2 separate regions of the Mus musculus genome follow, and region 2 is linked to region 1. Evidence: chromatin contacts called from public HiChIP or PLAC-seq data. All regions are on one chromosome and are shown on one strand. The core of a region is the stretch at or near the end of the contact, and the rest is flanking DNA. Distances in the headings are between cores, read along the strand shown. Region 1 has its middle 11 kb from the start of Nans. Region 2 holds the start of Tbc1d2 (TBC1 domain family, member 2).

What was found. HiChIP or PLAC-seq counts read pairs in DNA pulled down with a chosen protein or histone mark.
Region 2: a contact with region 1 is called in an H3K27ac HiChIP or PLAC-seq map of regulatory T cells, with 6 times the contacts expected there. The contact joins the promoter of Tbc1d2 here to the enhancer-like site in region 1. A contact is called at or near these places in 5 of 39 promoter capture datasets (the C10 cell line, the HPC-7 cell line, cranial neural crest and 2 more), 1 of 15 datasets of contacts at CTCF or cohesin (large pre-B cells), 10 of 484 Hi-C or Micro-C datasets (the Ba/F3 cell line, CD4 T cells, CD8 T cells and 6 more), 6 of 115 datasets of contacts at active chromatin or transcription factors (embryonic stem cells, intestinal villus epithelium, large pre-B cells and 2 more) and 3 of 9 other capture datasets (adipose tissue, liver and pancreatic islet).

What each region holds. Positions count from the first base shown.
Region 1 is chr4:46,475,834-46,481,796 of GRCm38.p6, forward strand. No RefSeq gene overlaps it. Among named protein-coding and RNA genes, the nearest start is that of Nans, 11 kb to the right of the region's middle. Within about 2 kb of position 3,373, at least 14 of the 459 cell types and tissues checked have an H3K27ac peak or open chromatin away from gene starts, as enhancers often do. A contact at or near this core is called in CD8 T cells and regulatory T cells, where this site is marked.
Region 2 is chr4:46,645,117-46,651,955 of GRCm38.p6, forward strand. It overlaps Tbc1d2 (TBC1 domain family, member 2), which reads right to left and starts at 5,083. Exons shown (of 13, transcript NM_198664.3): 1 at 4,553-5,083; 2 at 1,001-1,142. The coding sequence starts at 4,918.

The sequences.
Region 1 (5,963 bases), core at 2,123-4,622:
AACCTTAAGTGAAGGCCAGGGGAACTGTGTGGTGAAGGCTCCTCGCCTCACGAGGGGCTAAGAACTCAACGTTCACACTAGCTAGCAAGGCCTTGCTTCCAAAAGGTAAGGACTGGGAGAACAGGTGAAGGCTGTGGCGCTGGAGCCATGGGCCACTCAGGATGTGATTCAGTAGAAATACTGCTTGGACTGCCACCCTTCCTTGAGGTGGCCTGCAGAGGTGCCTTGGTGAACTCTGTTCTTCATCTGTAAAGTGGGGCTGTCCTTGGTGAGCCAGTGTGTTGACATGGCTATATACCTAAGGGGCACTGTGGAGAAGGGCTGGGGACAGTTCTTCCAAAGGACTTTTATTGGTAACAGACTTAGTGAGCATTCAGCCAAGCTTTGGGCATGTTCAGCCCTTAGTTTGTTGTTTTTTTTGTTTTTTGAGGCAGGGTTTCTCTGGGTAACCCTGGCTGACTGGGAACTCACTTTGTAGACCAGGCTGGCCTGGAACTCAGAAATCCACCTGCCTCTGCCTCCCAAGTGCTGTCCGTGGCATGCTATGGTTTACAGAGCTCTTTCAGACGGATTATCTGTTGTATGGAGATAGTGTGGGATTCTCACCTTCCAGATGAGGGAATTTAAAGCTCACGGAGACCTCTGTAGGGTCCCAGCACAGAACAAGGGCAAAGGCTCTGTCTACCTTGTGCCATTTCCAGGGAGAAACCAGTGTGTGTGTATGTCTGTATGTCTCTGAGTCTGTGTCTGTGTCAGTCTCTGTGTCAGTGTCCTGACACGGAGCGCCACCACACATGCTCCTGGCCTCCCTTTCCAGCCATTCCTTCTGCCACCTGCTTCCTCAGATCCTGGGGGTGGGGGTGGGGGTGGGGGTGTGGGGGGGGATCTGTTCGTTCCTAGGCACTTCACTTTAATTCATGCCTCCTCTGCAGTCTAGACACTTCCTCCATCAGCACAGGGACTCCCCCTCCACCCCTACCACACAGAGCAAAGGTATTAGCTCCACAAGATTCTTCAGGAAGCTTCTACAAGCCCCCCATCCAGCTGGGCGGTGGTGACGCACACCTTTAATCCCAGCACTTGGGAGGCAGAGGCAGGTCAGTCCAGGACAGTCAGGGCTATACGGAGAAACCCTGTCTCAAAAAACAAACAAACAAACAAACCAACCAACCAAGCCCCCTATCCTACCTATGCCCCAATGGTACCACCTCGGGTTCTCCCAGTCTTGCTCTCTTCCTTGTCTGATGGTTGAACACCACGGGCCATGTCTGCCTGTTGCTGGGTCTAGGATGCTGGCATGCACTTGCCTCTGGTCAAATGCAGTGGATTCCTGAGCCACCTTAGCAGACACCCTGTCTCGAAAAACAACAACAAAAACAAAAAGCAAAAAACAAAAATTCCTCCCTTTTAGAAGGATAGCAGCTATTTTGGATTAAGACCTACCCTAATGATCTTATATTAACTGATTTATTTTTATTTTATTTTATTTTTGTTACAGTGATCCTATTTCCAAATTGAGTTGCTTCCTGAGGTGCTGGGGTTAGGATTTCCATATGAGAATGTGAAGGTGACAGACATTAACCCAAAAACAAAACAAATGATTTTGAAAACAGCTCTCTCACATCTCCAGGTCAGGTGCTTGGAACACAATGTGGAAAGAAAAAAATGTTACCACTCTTTAGGGTAAAAGCTTGGACTCTGTCACCCCCACAGGTGAGGCACAACTCAGCCTTCCACCTCTGCTATAACCAAGGAGAAGAGTAAAAATAAGAGAGCGGTCCATTGGCCACACTGGGAAGAGAATAGATAACAGGATGTGTGACCCCAGGTTCCTCATCAGGGTCCTCACATGGGATTTGGATATAAGCAGTGGGCAAGAGATATACATGCTTAAGTAGTCTTGATTGAGATGTGGTATTTTGGGCTGAAGAGATGGCTCAGCGGTTAAGAGCACTGACTGCTCTTCCAGAGGGCCTGAGTTCAATTCCCAGCAACCACATGGTGGCTCACAACCATCTGTACTGGGATCCAGCGCCCTCTTCTGGTGTGTCTGAAGACAGGTACAGTGTGCATATATACATAAAATAATTCTTTAAAAAAAGGGGGGGGTATGGTATTTGACCTATTATCTTTGCTGTAGTCTGTCTTTGCAAGGTGGTCTGATCAATTTTTTTTCAAAGCATTATTTTATTTTATTTTATGTATGGTTTAGAGCTTTATTGTAGAAAGGCAGGGGGAAGGAGGAGGTAGAAAGAGGGGAGAAGGGAGATAGAGAAGGAGGGCTAGAGATGAGAGTAAGAAAGGTGAGAGCTTAGAGAGCACATTCTTTTATTTTAATGATTGTTTATTTTATGTATATGAGTGGTTCTATCTGTATGCATACCTGCATGCCAGAAGAGGGCATCAGACCTCATTATAGGCCACCATGTGGTTCCTGGGAATTGAACTCTGGACCTCTGAAAGAACAGTCAGTACTCTTAACCACCGAGCCATCTCTCCAGTCCCGTCTGATCAATTTTTAATGTGTTAACTTTGGAGGGTTCAGCCTTCATGGATAATTGTCCTCATGGTAGGGAACGGTCTGTCCATGAAGTGTTGTTTTTCTTGAAATACAATGTGACTCAAGAAGAAAGATTAAAGTATGTCTTGGGCTGAGAATGAAGCTCAGTTGGTAGAATGCTAGCCTAGCATGTCCAGGAAAAAAAAAACAAAAACAAAAACCTGGTCCGGTGGTACATGCTTGTAATCTCAGCACAGGGGAGGCAGAGGCAGGAGAGTCAGAAGTTCAAGACCAGCCTGCGCTACAGGAGATGCTATCTCAGCAACAAAAAAGGCACCTGTGTCACAAGTCTCAGATTGTTTTCTTCTGCCCTGACTCCAATGAACTGTGGTTCTCCAATCCCTTCTTGAGCCCCTGATGTGGCTCACAGGACTCTCGGAAACTTTCCTCAGGCTGACCATCTGCTGTGAAGGGTGTTGAAAGGAACAGGCAAGAAGATGCAGATGGTGAGATGTGGGTAGCTTACTCCCTACGGGCTGTGTGTCTCTCTCTCTCACACACACACACACAGGTCCTCAGATGGTGTGATGGTTTGAATAGGTATGGCCCTCATAGACTCATGTGTTTGAGTACTTGGCCCATGGGAAATGGCATTATTGGGAGGTGTGGGCTTGGAAGAAGTATGTCACTGTGAGGGCCTAGCTCCACCCAGTGTGGAATCCAGCCCCCTTCTGGTGCCTATGGATCAAGATGTAGAATTCTCAGCTCCTTCTCCAGCACCATGCCTGCCTGGATGCTGCCATGAACCTCTGAAACTGTGAGCCAGCCCCAGTTAAATGCTGTCCTTTGTAAGAGTTGCTTTGATCAAGGTGTCTTCACATCAGTGAAACCACACTAAGACACCTGACTAGACAGTCTTCCACTGAGCTACATCCTTATGCACTGCGTATTCATTGTGTGTGTGTGTGTGTGTGTGTGTGTGTGTGTGTATAAATGTCAGGTGGCTTCCTGAGTTGCTCTCAACTATTTTGTCTTTTACTAAATCAGGGACACATCGGTTCAGATGGGGTGGCTAGCTGATGAACCCCAGGATTCCCCACCAGTCTCTGGGTTGCTATTACTCAGACTCTTTATGTGATCTATACAGATTTTACTCGTGGGTACTGGGGAGCCAAGCTCAGAGGCCTTCCTGCTTGGTGGCAAGCACTTTGCTGACTGGGCCATCTCCACAGCCCCTTACCTCGCACTTTATACAAAGGTTTATTCAAGAATTGGATGTGTGTGCTCAGACCTGCACTGAGGATTTTATGCAGGAGAATTTCTTAAAGTATAATGCTAGCCTTGGCTACATAGTGAGTTTGAAGCTAGCCTGGACCACAGTAAGACTTTGAAAAACAAAACAAAACAAAACAAAAAAAACCACAAACCAGGTACATGTGGTGATGGCTGTAATGCTGGCGCTCAAAAGATACAAGTGGGGACTTTATACATCTGAGGCCATCCTGGACTACATAAGACCCTGTGTCAAGGGCTGGTGAGATGGCTCAGTGAGTAAGAGCACCGACTGCTCTTTGGAAGGTCCGGAGTTCGAATCCCAGCAACCACATGGTGGCTCACAATCATCTGTAATGAGATCTGATGCCCTCTTCTGGAGTGTCTGAAGACAGCTACAGTGTACTTACATATAATAAATAAATAAATAAATAAATAAATAAATTTTCATTTGTTTTTCAAGACAGAGTTTCTCTATAGCCCTGGCTGTCCTGGAACTTACTCCATAGACCAGGCTGGCCATGTACTCAGATATCCACCTCTGACTTTCAGGTTCTGGGGTTAAAGGTGTGTATCACCACCACCCACCTTTAAAAACCATTTAAGTCTAATGGGACTAACCTAAACCTAACCCTAACCCTAACCCTAAACCTAAAAATCTCAGAAAGGGCTGTAGTGGCCACACATTGAATCCCATCACTTTGGAAAGAAGAAGCAGTTAGATCTCTGTGAGTTTGAAGCCAGCCTGGGATACAGAGAGAACTTGTATTAAAACAAAACAAACAAACAAACAGCCTATAACTGTGAGGTGGCCCAGTGGTTAAAGATACTTGCCCTATCCCTGACCACTGGAGTTCAATCCCTGGGCCCCACAAGATGAAAAGAGAGAATTGTTCCTGCAAGTTGTCTTCTGATCCCAACACAAGTGCCTGGCAGAGGTGAACTTTTATTTTATTTTAGTTTAGTTTAGTTTAGTTTAGTTTAGTTTAGTTTAGTTTTTTGAGACAGGGTTTCTCTGTATAGCCCTGGCTGTCCTGGAACTCACTTTGTAGACCAGGCTGGCCTCAACCTCAGAAATCTACCAGCCTCTGCCTCCCGAGTGCTGGGATGAAAGGCATGTGCCACCATGCCCAGCCAGTGGTGCACTTATACATAAACACACATATATGCACACAAACTAAGTTAAAATGTAATTTAAGAAGGGAGGGTGTGGAGAGATGGCTCAGTGGTTATTAGCACTGGCTGCTCTTCCAGAGAACCTGGGTTCAATGCCCAGCACCCACATGGCAGATAACAGCTGTCTGTAAGTCCAGTTCTAACGGATCTGACGCCCTCACACAGACATACAGCCAAAACACTGATCGATGCACATGAAATAAAGATAAATAATTAAAACAACAGCGATAAAAACCCAAACAAAAAACCAATTGGGAAAAACCTTTAGCATCTAGATCCAGGAAAGAACTACAGGACGCAGCCCTAAGGCATGATCCCTAAAGGGAAGAATTAATAACCTGTACTTCATTAAAATTCAAAGCCGAAGAAACAGTTGTAGCTACAAACTGGGAGAAAACACCTACAACCTACACAGCTGACTAAAGGACTAGAATTTAAACACACAAAATGAAAACTCAGCAAAAAAAAAAAAAAAAAAAAAAAAAATCACTAGCATTAGGAAATGGCAGGTGGAGGGAGGGTTCAGTGCCTATTCTGCTAAAGGACCAGAGTCCAGGTCCCAGCACCCACATAGGTAGCTCACAGCCACCTGTAATTCCAGCTCCAGAAGACCCCAGGCCCTTCTGGTTTCCTCTGGCACCTGCATGTGCATCCATTATAGATACAGATAAACACACATGCATGTAAAGACATTTTTTTTTGAACCTTGAGAAAGAATATGGGGGAAAGTCATGAAAAGATTTCACTGACAAGGAAATGCCAAGGGCAAATGAATACACGAAGAGATATTCAATATCATTAGCCGTTTGAGAGATGCGGTGGGCATCTCCTGTGTGTGGAAGGAAGGCTGCTCACCTGTCAGGTGGGCAGCCCTAAAGCAGTGATGGAGAACACAGACTGTATGCTGCAGGGAAAGATGTGAAGTGGGTTAGCCACCCTGGAAAGCATATTTGCAGCTCCTCAGGCAACTACCAGGGGACCCAGAGATTGTACTCCTGGGCAGGATTTCAGAGGA
Region 2 (6,839 bases), core at 3,833-6,332, 170 kb after region 1:
CAGGCTTCTCCATGTCGGGATATTCTACAGCCTGGGATTTAAAAAGCCTTCACTCGGGCTGGTGAGATGGCTCAGTGGGTAAGAGCACCCGACTGCTCTTCCAAAGGTCCGGAGTTCAAATCCCAGCAACCACATGGTGGCTCACAACCATCTGTAATGAGATCTGATGCCCTCTACTGGAGTGTCTGAAGACAGCTACAGTGAACTTACATATAATAAATAAATAAATCTTTAAAAAAAATTGTATTTAAAAAAAAAAAAAAAAGCCTTCACTCACAGCAAATCGTGATGGCACATGTTCATTATCCTACTGCTAAGGAGGCCAAACTGGACTAAAATCCAAGGGTAAGGGATGGTGGCTTAATGGCAGAGTGGTTAGCTAGCATTCATGAGATCCAGAATTCAACCCCTGATAAATACACACACACACACACACACAAACACACACACACACACAGAGAGAGAGAGAGAGAGAGAGAGATGAAACCTCACTTGCAGGCAATATAGGACAAAGAACTTTGTTCTCTGAAAACATCAGGGTTAATGTCATAACAGAGAATCACCACAGACGTGTGTAAGAAGCCAGCACTGCACTTTCTCACAAGTGAGCAGGTGTAACTTCCTGCGATGCCTTAGGGATGTTACAATGTTCTGGGTGCTGACCCTATGCAGGCATTGCTCTAAGCATCTGCGGCATATGGATTCAGCTAAGCCTCGGAAGAATGCTAAGACGGATCTAATTTTTTTCACCTCATTTGGAAGGGAAGGAATCTGCATCTCAGAGAGGCTTGGCAACTCGCCTGAAATCACCCATGACTGAGACCTGAACTCAAGCAGCCAGCCCAGGTTCCTGTCCTAACCCATCCTACATCCCATTCAACATCCCGTTCATTCCTGGTCCTGCTTCTTGGCAGAGAGCTCCTCCCACGCTCCCAGCAAGAGGGGGAAAGCCTGGCTATCAGATGCTTGGGTCTGTGGCTGGAGACCAGCCGGCTGGTACCTAGTTTGAGGTGCAGGGTGGGCCCATTCTCAGCCAGGGCGGCAGCAGGGGTGGCGGGAAGTGCAGGTGGGCTGTTGTGGAACTCCCAGCGCTTCATCTGCAGCTGCTGTAGCCAGTAGAGCATGGCCTGCTTGGTGGCAGCCTGAGAAGCACAAGCATTGGTTAGTAAGGTCCCAGGCCTTAGGGTAACACTAGGCCTGGCCTACAGAGCTCACGGAAGGTTCAGGAACTCTGTCCACTCTGTGTGTGTGTGTGTGTGTGTGTGTGTGTGTGTGTGTGTCTATATTCACTTCTCTAATGGCACTCAGACTGGAGAGATGGCTCAGCTCTTCCAGAGGTCCTGAGTTCAAATCCCAGCAACCACATGGTGGTTCACAACCATCTGTAATGGGATCTGATGCCCTCTTCTGGTGTGTCTGAAGACAGCTACAGTGTACTCACATACATAAAATAAATATGGCCGGAGCAGGGGCCTGGAGCAAGCGGGGCCAGAAACAAACAAACAAACAAACAAACAGAATCAGGCTCTGGTTTTCTCCTTAGGGACTCCTCAATGTCTCTGTGCCTCTGTTTCCTCAATTGCTTTGTGGTGATGTCAGTCACTACTTTCCCAACTGATGGACTAAACAGCTGTTTTTACATCTGTCAGCTTTCTGGATCTTGTAGGGAGAAGGCAGGAGTGACCAGCCTTTTCCCACAGATGGATATAAGTGGCCCAGGCCCCAGAAACTAGGTCTCTCAGTTGAAAACTGGAAGTTTATTTTAAATATACTTTTAAAAGTACAAGCCTTGGTGGGCTTAGATGATGGGTGGCTTGCTGGAGCAGACAGCCTCAAGGCTACGAAAGGGTGGCAAAGGCTACAGAGCAGCCAGGGCAAGCTCTCTCTTTCAGAGAGGTGTGACCTGCATAGGGAGAGAGATTGTCACCATGAGCTTCAGCTGTCAACATGACACAAACTAAGACTCACCTGGGAAACTGTGACTTAATCAAAGGATGGTCTAGATCATATTGCCCTGTAGCCATGTCTGTGAGGCATTTTCTTAGTTACTGATCCATGGAGGAGAGCTCAGCCCACTGTTGGCGGCGCCATACCCAGGCAGGCATGTCTAGGTCAGTGGTTCTCAACCTTCCTCATGCTGCGACTCTTTAACACAGTTTCTTATGCTGTGAGGACCTTTGACCATAAAATTATTTTTATTTTTTTTTTAAAGATTTATTTATTTATTATATGTAAGTTCACTGTAGCTGTCTTCAGACACTCCAGTAGAGGGCATCAGATCTCATTACAGATGGTTGTGAGCCACCATGTGGTTGCTGGGATTTGAACTCCGGACCTTTGGAAGAGCAGTCGGGTGCTCCTACCCACTGAGCCATCTCACCAGCCCTAAAATTATTTTAATAGCTACTTCGTAACTGTAATTTTGCTATTGTTATGAATCGTAATGTAAATGTCTGATAGGCAACCCCCAAAGAGGTTGCAACCAACAGACTGAGAACCACTGTACTCTCGGCTTACACAGAGGAGGCTGAGCAAGCCAGAGAAAGCAAGCCAGTAAGCAGGGTGCCACTATGGGCTCTGCCCCCAGGCTCCTGCTTGAGTTCCTGCCCCCCAGGGAAGGACTATGGTGTGTAAGGAAGCCTTGCCTTCCCCAGATTGCTTTTGGCCATGGTGTTTCTCAAGGAAACAAACTCAACTAGAACTCTCAAGTTCTATGGAGTCCCTTGGCCTGCTACTCAGATATCAATGAGACAGACTAATATCTACCAGTCTTTTCTGTCCGCACTCTGTTCCTCCGACACTTCCATTTCTCTTAGGCGTCACCACAACCCGATAGACCCCAGACAGACACAAGCACCTCGTTTTACTCCTGAACTCATTCGACATGTTCGACGGAGACCGACCCTGTGACGGGCAGGCCAGCACTCGAGAGGCAGCCCTTAGATCTAACCAGAGTTTACTTCAGATGGCACGGGTCTGGATGTTTTCTTCACCGTGAGGCCTCTTCTGTCTGCGCTATTGCAACCAGGCCACCTGCCAATTCCTATACCCTGCATCCACAGGCCTAACATCTCTGTCATCTGCATTTTCTCCAGGGCCACAGCTCCTGCTCAGCCACCATCCCCTCCTGGGCTCTCTGCTTACCAGCTTCTCCTTATCCCAATTTGCTCTCTGCCCAACAGCCAGGCTGAGCTCTCTGAGCACTCTAATCTCATTGTACTCTCTTAGCTTAAGGCTCTCAGACAGCTTCTACAGCCTAGAAACAAAGTCCAAGGCCCTGGCCTCACTCCCCAGTGTCACCCCCTTCACCTCCATCCTTTGGGCACCTATGTATGCCAGGCTCCTGTTGCTTGCCTGTGACTCGTACTTACACTATGTTTCCCACCTGTCTGCCTATGCTCTCTCAGCATCATCGTCTCTCTCCCATCACCACTTGTTTAAAGTGACGATGTCTTTCTGAAAAGCTCCCCTCCTCATTTGGAGGAGCCGATCCCTCTGTCACCACACTGTTACTGTCCAAACTCTTCGCAGAGTCTCCATGAGGCACTTACCCATGCCTGCCAGTTTCCCCATCACACCTCGAGCTGTTTGAGAATGCGGTGCAGAGTTGAGCAAGTCTGACTTGATCCACACCCCAAAGCCTAGCACAGAGCCAGGCATATGTATGGACTAACCAAAAAAATAAAAATAAATAAATAAATCATGTGCTGAGGGACCCTGACCAACAGCACTTGTCTTGTGGAAGGAACACAAGACCTAAGCCCACATGACCTCTAAAATGTCCTTTCTTGTTTAAAAATTGGATTCCAGCCTAGCCAACTGGCCACACTGCCAGGAAAGGAGAACTACACCTCCCGGCATCCTAGTATCTGAACAGCTGCAGGTTGAGGACATAGGGAGACAGAGACCAGGCAGTGGAAAGAAAGACCTTCATCCTTGCACTCCTCTGCCTAGAGAACTAACCTAAGCCCACATCCATCTTCCCAGACAGGTAACAGGACACTTCCCCTTAACATGATAGATAGGTTCTGACCTGTGGCTCCATCACTCCGTGTGTGCATACGTGTTTATTCAAAAGGCATTTACTAAGAACTCACTAGTTCAGGCATGCCTGGATGAACAATCTAGGCCCATCAGTGAACTTACATATTTTCCTTCCTAATCCCTACCCATGTCTGCATTCCCTCCCGTTGGCCAAAACACCAAGATATGAATCAGATCCTGGCCTCAGCGAGTGCAACCACAGTACCCTGACTGCTTCAATACCAGGTTTGATAACAGCACTGGAAGATTCCAAAAAGTGAGCCACAGCATTGTAAATGCCTGGGCTGGGCCATTCCCTTTTGTCTATGAATCAGTTTCTTAATGCATAAAAGGAGTCCCTCACCCTTGCCTGTGGGAAGGCAATAAGGAAATGGTGTGAAAGCTAAGTGGGACAGCTCCAGGCTCTGGGGCACTGACTGGATGGTGATCACCGTCCGGGTTAATTTGCGGTGGCCATGCATTGGCCCTGAAAACTAGCTCGAGCTGTAAAGTGCGGAGTTCCACTTACCTTGAGGGTAATAACCCGGCTGGGAGTCTTGATTTCAAAAGTGCCCTCCTCCTCAGCGTCCGCCTTACAGTCAAAGACCGCACTGGAGAGATCGATGCTGTCCAAGGGGTTTGCATCCTGCGCGGTGCGCGAATAATACAGGTGGCACTTCCTCTCATCGTAGAAGAACCAGCGGCATTTCCAGCCCTTGATGGGTCCTTTGCCGCCAAACTTACTTAAATACCCACAGAGTTTCTTAGGGACCGTGTCTAGAGGCCGGGCGCAGCCCTCCGAATCCCCGGGAGATACCACCTCGGGCTCCCTGGCCAAGCCCGGAGGCTGTGTGGACTCCGAGGAAGAGGGAGTGCGCTCGGGGGCGTCCTCCATCGCTGCTGGCCCGCTGCACAGGCCTGCGGCACTGGAATGCGGGAGGTCCGACGGGCACCTGGGAACCGGCGATACCTGGCTGGGGCGGAGCCGGTCCGGTCCAGCCCCTAGAAGAAGGCGGAGAGCACCCCTGCCGGCGCCGGAGAGAGCGCCTTAGACACTTGACAGCAAACTCAGCGCAGGACGGCAGGCCACGCCCCTGTCACGCGAGGACCGCCCCGGGTCCCGCCCACCAAGCCAACTTCCGGCTTTTCCTCCGCGCTGTCGGCCATGTTGCTTCGTTCGCCCGCGGCGCGTGCGGGCGCCTCTGTTTAAAAACAAGGCTTTTTCTTTCTCCGAGGCGCTTTAAGCGTGGGGAGGGATGCAGGAAGCCAGGCCAAGCTACGTGGCCGTGGGGTTCGCGTGGAGGCGCTGGAGCATGGCGTCCTCTCCAGCCGCCACTCTACGGGTGCCGCGCGAGTCACCGCGGGACGGCGCATCGCGCAGCCATTGGCCGAGCGCTCCGTTTCCGATCCTGAACCTAAAAGTTTGGAAGTTTTCCCAGTCACCTCCCGCGATCGCTCTGGTCGGACACCACCTCCTCCACCACCCCTGCCTCGGCTCGCATTTCACCTTACAGCCCCAGTCGCCTTACCTCGGGCGCCTTGTTGCACTGGCGGGAACGCGGAGCACCGCGAGGACAGAGCAGAGCTTTAAATAGCAGGGCTAGGATCCAACTGATTCCCTCAACCTCCTGCCTCAGTTTACCAAAGCGCCCCGAGGCGTGTTTCGCCACTAGATCGATACACCTTGTTCTGGTTCACCTCTCTTCTGGAGTCTCATCTTTCTTGCCGGTTACTTTGCCCGTCACCTCAACTCCCTTGTGCGATCCGTTTACAGGCAAGGGTTTTTTAGTGGAAGTATGGCAGTAGCGACCCTCTCTGAGTACCTGTATATTTTTAAGATTCTCTATCGTTGAGCGACTTTGCTAAGGTTTTCTCACATAAGGATGGGCAGGGCTCACACCTACCCTTCCCTCCACAACAAGAGAATTTATGGTGAAACTAAGGAGCCCTCCTAGACTTGGAGAGGCCACTGGGCGTTGGATTTTGTAGATGGGGAAGGTTACAAATCAGTATTGTCTACTAAATACCAGGCGCTCGCGCGGGGGCGGGGGGGTCTTTTTTATTGGAAACAGATTATTTTCTCATCCCAAATCAACATTGGCCATCGTACCTCTGTTGATAATTTTGCATTTTTAAGAAATCCTTCAGTACTTCCTTGATCCACACCTGTCTATCCTCAGAACTGTTTTTGATAGTATGCCCGAAGCTCCAAATACAGAAGGTAGAAAAGGGTGAGTCTTCATTAAATGTTGGCTGCAACTGAAAGTCAATAAACGACTTAAAAGCTGTAAGCCACCAAGAGGACAATAGGGTGTTTAGCAGAATTCACACCACTGAAAACTGGAAAATGCTACAATTAAATTATTGTTTAAGACAGGATCTCATACAGCACAGGCTGGGCTCAAGCTTGCTGTGTAGCCAAATATGACTTTGAATTTTGAACAGTCCTGCCATTGGCAGCAGAGCCAGACACAGCAGCTGTGAGTTCTCGCAAACCTTTAGGGACCACAACCCACATGAAACTGAATCCTCACCTGTATTGCAGAGACGAGCTTGCGGATGAACCAGTAAGAAGCAGATCGGAGTGTTTTAAAAAGGTGCCCAGGAGACCCTAGAGTATGAGTGTGGACTTCTCACAGTCTTACTTTAGGGACTTAGCTCTAGCCATATGTACTATTTTGGTGGCTTCAAGTGACATCTCAAAGGATTACTAAGAAATTTTATTTTGGACCTCCTTTCCAATAGTGAGAGACTGGCTCTGGAGGTACCTTGGCTGGAATTACAATATGATAAGATAAAGCCAGGATCAATTAGAG